Linked DNA regions of Mus musculus: region 2 is linked to region 1. The links are chromatin contacts, called in public promoter capture Hi-C maps. All regions are on one chromosome and are shown on one strand. Each heading gives the region's core, a stretch centred on a gene start, on an enhancer-like site or on the middle of the called end of the contact. The rest is flanking DNA. Distances are from core to core; before and after follow the strand shown.

Region 1 (3,227 bases), core at 410-2,909:
TTTTCTAATTTAACTGGTCTTTGTTACTTTGTAGTTTACCTTGCTTATGCTTGAGTTTTACTGTGGTTGGTGATGTTTCTTTCTTAAATATGCTTAGCATTATAAGCTTCTCTAAAATGACATTTTACTTACATTTTGTGTTTGTCTCTGTGTTCTTGTGCACATGCCTGTGTGTACATGCTTTCCAGCATACATGGGTGAGTGGCACGGTGCCTTAGCCTCAGGTGGAGATCAGAGGACGAGCTGTAAGAGTTGGTTCTATCTTCAACAACTGAGTCCTGGGAATGGGACTCAGTCTGTCAGGCTTTGTGGAAAGTGCCTTTGTTGGCTCATCTATCTTATAAGTTTCCATTTAACCTCTTTTAAAGATCACCTCTGCTTTGTGGGTAAGTTAATTTCATAGATTTGAACTGATTAGCATAAAACTATTAGCCAAACAAAAGTGCCTGGAGACTAGCAGTTGCTATGTCAATCCTGAGCATGGTCTGTGCTGTGTATATATAATTGAAGCACATTTAAACCTTTTCCCTTGATTATGGTTGGTATATGCCTCTTATCATTTCATTAAACATCTAGTATTCAGGCAGCTATAAGTAATGTGGTATATATTCCTATATACCCTCCAGATTCCCAATGCATGAAATCACTTTTGTCTTTCTCCAGGATTTAAGCCCGTGTTTTCTAGGACTAAATCTGATTTTGAGTTTTATCATTGTGTTTGAATTGTTCTCACCGCATGAAACGCTGTGGTGTTTCAAGCTCACACTGGCCCTGTAATTATGCCACAACTATGATTGTGAAAGCGGCCCCACACCAGAATCTTGTATTGTTAAATATTTCTATGTAGTTTGTGTGTGTGTGTGTGTGTGTGTGTGTGTGTGTGTGTGTGTGTGGTGTGTGTGTACACATGCCTGTATTTACCAAGAATGTCAGGTACCTCTCGTGTCACTCTCTGCTTGATTCCTTTGAAGCAGAGCCTCTCACCCTGAACTTGTAAGGAAAGAATTAACTTACTTTAAATAGAGTGGTCAAACCATTTATTTTTGAGACTGCTATTTTGTGACTCCTATAAAAAAAGATCCTCTGAATTTTTCAAAGTTGCTTTTTAGTAACCCAGAAGAGAGATGAAAACTGTCCCTAAATTTGCATTAATTTCTAAAGTGAAACTCTGAGAAGTCATGACTTCATAGCAGATCCCCTAGGAAGACGGGGCTCCATTAGTGATGTCTGCTATCACATGGTGGAGCAGTCTTTGGCCTAAATATACCACTCTCACTCCAGAAGGGACACTATCTGTCCTATGCTATTACAAGGTTGTCATCTCACTTAGGTCCAGATTATTTTCAATTAAGCCTAACTTGGACACAAAAGAAGCAGATTCAGTGTATAGATAGGCTATGATATATTGTTTCTTGGTAAACCAGAACCTACATGCCTGGATCAATAGACATTTGTATTGTGAAACATGAAAGACAATGTCCAAGTTACTTATGACACAAAAATCCCTCTCATTCACCCAGAGAGAGTAGTTGCTTTAATTTTGCCAGCTCTTCCCTGTGTGGAATCATAGATAACAATTACTAATAGCTGGGCCTGTCTCATGGGAAGTTCCTGGCAACTTGCACCAAGGGTTTTTTCCATGGTGGTTTCAGGGTTCTTGTTTTTGTTTGTGCAGGCGTTGGGTTCAATTTCAGGTCAGGGGTTCCTCAGTGGCCCTTCCTCCACTCTGTAGTAATGGCCTTTGGAAGCCTCAGGAGGAATACAACCTTACAAATAACAACAGTGTGAAAAACAAGGGTTGCCCAATATAATATGTAATTCACATTCCTGTGTCCTTTAACCACATTCTGCACTCCTATGGTAGCTCATGAAATAGTCTTGACTCTGGGCTGCGAGTTTCAGGGCCTCGTGTACTGTGGCTGTTGCCAGAGCCTGTGTAGCAGGCTGCTTTTTCTGTACTTTTGCCATGTGTCCTCACCCTCAATGTGGCAAGAATGCATGTCCTGTTGAGGGTATTTTTTTTTTTAAAGATTTATTTATTATATGTAAGTACACTGTAGCTGTCTTCAGACACTCCAGAAGAGGGCGTCAGATCTTGTTACGGATAGTTGTGAGCCACCATGTGGTTGCTGGGATTTGAACTTGGGACCTCCGGAAGAGTAGTCGGTGCTCTTAACCACTGAGCCATCTCGCCAGCCCGCTGTTGAGGGTATTTTTACCTGTTCTTCTTTCCACTGAAAATCCTCCGGAGAGTTAAGTAGGGGTTGAGGAGCATGAGGGTGGGAGGGTGGGAGGAGTGTGGGGTGGGAGTGTGAAGTATGGGGGTGTGAGGTATGGGTTTGTGTGTGTGTGTGTGTGTTTGTGTGTGTGTATGTGTGTGTGTGGTGTAACGGGGTGAGAGGAGGTTATAGTTCAAGGCACAGTTTCAAGCTTTGTTCTCTCTGAGCACTTTGCTTTTCTTCTTGTTTGCTTGGTCTACTTAGTTATGTGAATATTGGAGCCGTGCTTCATCCAGAGAGCCACAGCCATCTGAGACAACAGTGGATCTACATCTTGAAGACCTCTCTTCCTCTTGTCTTTAACCAGCCTTTATATGGGAAGGGAAACAGCCATGGCCCTCTGGTCAGGGGGTCAGTCTTGTCTCTGAGGTGCCTGTTGTTGTTTCGCTCCATAGTGTCTCCTCTCTGTAGTCAGGGGCATGTTTGTAAGCACCAAGGACACCAAGGCATTCCTCCATTTTTTCCTATGTCCACACACAGCCATTTTGGCTTCACTGTCTCTTCCAACAGTCAAAGTCATCAACAGAGGGTGGGACTCACACAAGGAGTTACTCTGACCCGTACCTCACAGGTTAAGGTCCTATCATCTCTCTGTTTTAGTTTCATTCTGGTGCTTGTCCTTATTGTTACTGCTTTAAGTATTATTATTATTTTGCTTATTGAACGATCTTTCTGAACTTCAATATATAAGCTGCTTAAGAGGAGAAGCATTATCTTACAGAGAACTTGCTTACAGTGGCTGATTTACATTTATTAACCCAGGAATTAGCGGTTGAAATATTGTAAGCTAATCCCTGGACACACATGGCTGTGGTTTGCCATACTTAATTTGTGATTAACTGAATTCTCACCGGGAGGTTATGAAATATTTCTTCTGGTTGGATATACCTACACATTTTATATCATTTATCATCTTACTAATTGATATAGGAGAGTCCATCCCACTGT
Region 2 (3,227 bases), core at 303-2,802, 110 kb before region 1:
GCTAGGCCAGAGAATCTGAGTTCAATCCCTGGTTTATCCCTTGTGGAAGGAACCAGTTACAGCCGAGTGTCCCTTGACTTCCACTGTTCAGATGTGTGTTCCCATCCCTAGAAATAAATATCACAAAAAGAAAATGTATAGAACTGTCATCACACATTTCTAAAGTGTGCAGACTCGTACTAAAAATATGGATGTAAGCTTTTAAAATGAGAATTTAAAAAAAGTCATCAAGCATACTGTTTACATGGTTTTGTCTGTTTTAAAGTTTACATGCTATTTTTGCTTTTTGTTTTGTTTTGTTGTTTTGTTTGTTTGGTTTTTCGAGACAGGGTTTTTCTGGGTAGCCCTGGCTGTCCTGGAACTCACTCTGTAGACCAGGCTGGCCTCGAACTCAGAAATCCACCTGCCTCTGCCTTCCGAGTGCTGGGATTAAAGGCATGCACCACCATTCCTGGCTGTTTACATGCTACTTTTAATGTTATTGTATGGCTGAAAAAAATTGCAGCTAAAGGTTCCTGAAATTTAATTGGGAAAAAATGTAAAGCACTTCAGTGGATTTTCCCATGATTTGTACAAGTTTCTTTTTTCCTTCCTTCCTTTCTTTTTTAAAAACAGATGGTTCAAATATACAAAGCAGTGGAAATGTAGAAATTAAAAACAGATCCTTAAGAAAAGTAACGGAGTTCTCAAAAAAGCTACAGGTGAGTGCAGGATGACATAAAATAGTAGGTTATTTTGTTGTCAGGGTTTCAACAGAACGCACATTTATTAGGTCAACCTCTGCTAATTGACTCTTTGCAGGAATTCATATATATATATTCATCTCAGAGACAGTGTTTCTCTGTGTAGTCCATGTTGGCCTTGAACTCTTGGCAATTCTCCTGCTTCAGCCAGTTGAATGCAGGTATTACCTACCACCACCACCAAAGGAATTAATGATTCCTTTGAAATGCTTGATCAGGTCAAGTCGATGAAAGTCTCTGAACTTGTAGGTCCACCCACCCAGGTGTCAATTAGAGACACTAAAACAGGGGTATATAACATGTGAAATGAGTTAATAAAATCAATTCCCCTTTCTTACAGACTGAGGGATAACACCCAACACACCTCACTGATGGGTCAATGCAGCGGGGTTGGGAGTCAGGCGGGACATCCTTTCTATTTTGGACTTATGGGCAGGACCCTGAAGTGAAACTTGAACCGGCTGGGAAGTGGTAGTTCCCGCAGGGGTTAACGTGGGAGTCAGACTGTTCCTGAGGGGGACGCTGGGGGTTGGAGATGGTTTGGGGCGCACAGGGCCTGGCGCTCTCAGTGGGCCCAGACGGGGACGGGTAGGAATCGGGTGAGGCTACAACACAGCAGTGCTGGGTGCGGGGAGCAAAGTGCGCACCGCAGGGACCGGGCGGGGACCGGGCGGGGACAGCGAGGGGCGGGGAGGGTGGAGGAGGGTCTGCCCGGGAGCTGCAGGCCGGCCCGCGTGCGCTCCGCACAGGGGGCGGGTTTCCCTACGGGCCCGAGTCGCCGTGAGGCGCCGCCAGCTAAGCGCGCGCCACTGTCCCCAGGGTCAGCGAGTGACGCTGTCAGAAGACTCCTCTGCGCTACAGCTTGTAGCCTCGCCACCCCCACGGTGCGAGCGAGCGACGATGCGAGCCGGTGACAGCGCCCGGAGCCTCCGCCCGGCCTCGGGGCAGCTGCACTGAGCCCGGCGCGCGGGGCCCAGTCCTCCGCTCTCCCCAGCGCTCCCCCGCGTTCGCAGTGTCCCCGCACCCGCCGCAGCTAGCGGCCGCCGCGCCTGGGCCATGGGGCTGCCCACTCTGGAGTTCAGCGATTCGTATTTGGACAGCCCGGATTTTAGGGAGCGATTGCAGTGTCACGAGATCGAGCTGGAGAGAACCAACAAGTTCATCAAAGAGCTGCTGAAGGATGGCTCTCTGCTCATCGGGGCGCTGAGAAGTGAGTGACGGGCCCCCAAGTGTGCAAGACCCCATGGGGTGCGGGACCCTGGTTGGGAAGCCCCAGACCGAACTTCTTTTGTTTGAATGGATTGGGGACAAAAGCTGAAGAGCTCCCCTGCTGGTGGCCAACAAAGTCTGTTCTTAGTGGTGCGGATTTACTTCCCAGGCAACACTGGGGAGGAAAAGTTTCCCCTACAGCCCTTGAGAGTCAACTTTTGAGACTTGTCAGTGAAAAGTTGGTAGAGACTTTCACTTTTGTTTGTTGTTGCTAAAGTTTCGGTGCCTGGTTGTTGTTGTTGTTGTTTTTGGTGGGGGGTTGGTTTTGTTGTTGTTGTTTTAAATTGTTTTGATTTTTCGTTTTAAGGTGGTGGAGAGAGCCACGCCAGTCAGGGCAACAGAGTGAGACCCTGTCTCATAAACAAAACAAACAAACCAAACAACAACAACAACAAATCAAAGCAAGCCAAACTCTCTGGGAAGAGTGGAAACAAGGGAGTCTGGAGAGTTAAAGTGAAGCTAGTGAATTTAATAATACTTTAGGAAAAGTAATTTCATACAACAATGACTCGTCATTGATTTGACCTTTTAAAAATACACGTCTGCAGTTTGGCCATTGGTAAGCTGTTTGGACCCAATAGGGTACCCGTGTATTTTAAAGCCCTTGTGAGTGTTCTGTTCGTATTAAATTTTGGCTTGCATCGTGTGGTGTGCAGTGTTGGTCATTGGTGAGAGCTCAGGTCTACATTCAGTCAGACCTGGTAGATGTCAGTATCTTTCCCACACTTCTCCCTTCAGGATATTCTTTACTCGTTTCTCCTTTAGAACTTCCCCTTCCATTATTACAACTCAAGCTTTCTCATACTGAGAACCAAGTGGATTACTTAGTACACGCTAAACGTTAACCATTGCCTTTCCCAGAATCCACTTGTGTCTTACATGGAAAATTGGGAAGGCTTCAGCTTCTGAAAAGAGAAGTGCTTCGGACTCTGGCCTCTTATGAGGGCGCTTACAGGATGGAGAGGCCTCTGGGTGATCTGGTAGTCCCCAGGACATGTTCAGGGTTGCTGTAATTGCACAGATGGAATGCCCATTGTCAATTAATTGGGATTTGAGACTACTATGATAATGATTATTTACTGTGGTTTGTGACAATGTGCAATGCTTCTTTGCAGTTCCTTGAGTTGTTACTAGGGAACCCTCCTCGCCAGGGATGCCTCCTCATAGAGGCTAAACCATTCCTGGTGTGTTATGCTAGGCAGGCTGACTACACTT

The links. Promoter capture Hi-C pulls out the DNA fragments that hold promoters and counts their contacts.
Region 2: a promoter capture Hi-C map of liver shows a contact between it and region 1. The contact joins the promoter of Arhgap42 here to the enhancer-like site in region 1. A contact is called at or near these places in 8 of 39 promoter capture datasets (the 3T3-L1 cell line, the C10 cell line, cancer-associated fibroblasts and 2 more), 15 of 484 Hi-C or Micro-C datasets (the C2C12 cell line, cumulus cells, embryonic fibroblasts and 9 more), 7 of 115 datasets of contacts at active chromatin or transcription factors (a colorectal cancer cell line, craniofacial prominence, embryonic fibroblasts and 4 more) and 2 of 9 other capture datasets (adipose tissue and pancreatic islet).

What each region holds. Positions count from the first base shown.
Region 1 is chr9:9,127,858-9,131,084 of GRCm38.p6, reverse strand. All of the region lies in intron 3 of Arhgap42 (Rho GTPase activating protein 42), which reads left to right. Among named protein-coding and RNA genes, the nearest start is that of Gm16833, 110 kb to the left of the region's middle. Within about 2 kb of position 1,659, at least 30 of the 459 cell types and tissues checked have an H3K27ac peak or open chromatin away from gene starts, as enhancers often do. A contact at or near this core is called in the C2C12 cell line, adipose tissue, granulosa cells and 4 more, where this site is marked.
Region 2 is chr9:9,237,352-9,240,578 of GRCm38.p6, reverse strand. Arhgap42 (Rho GTPase activating protein 42) reads left to right here and starts at 1,552. Exons shown (of 24, transcript NM_001372563.1): 1 at 1,552-1,953. The coding sequence starts at 1,800. All of the region lies in intron 2 of Gm16833 (predicted gene, 16833), which reads right to left.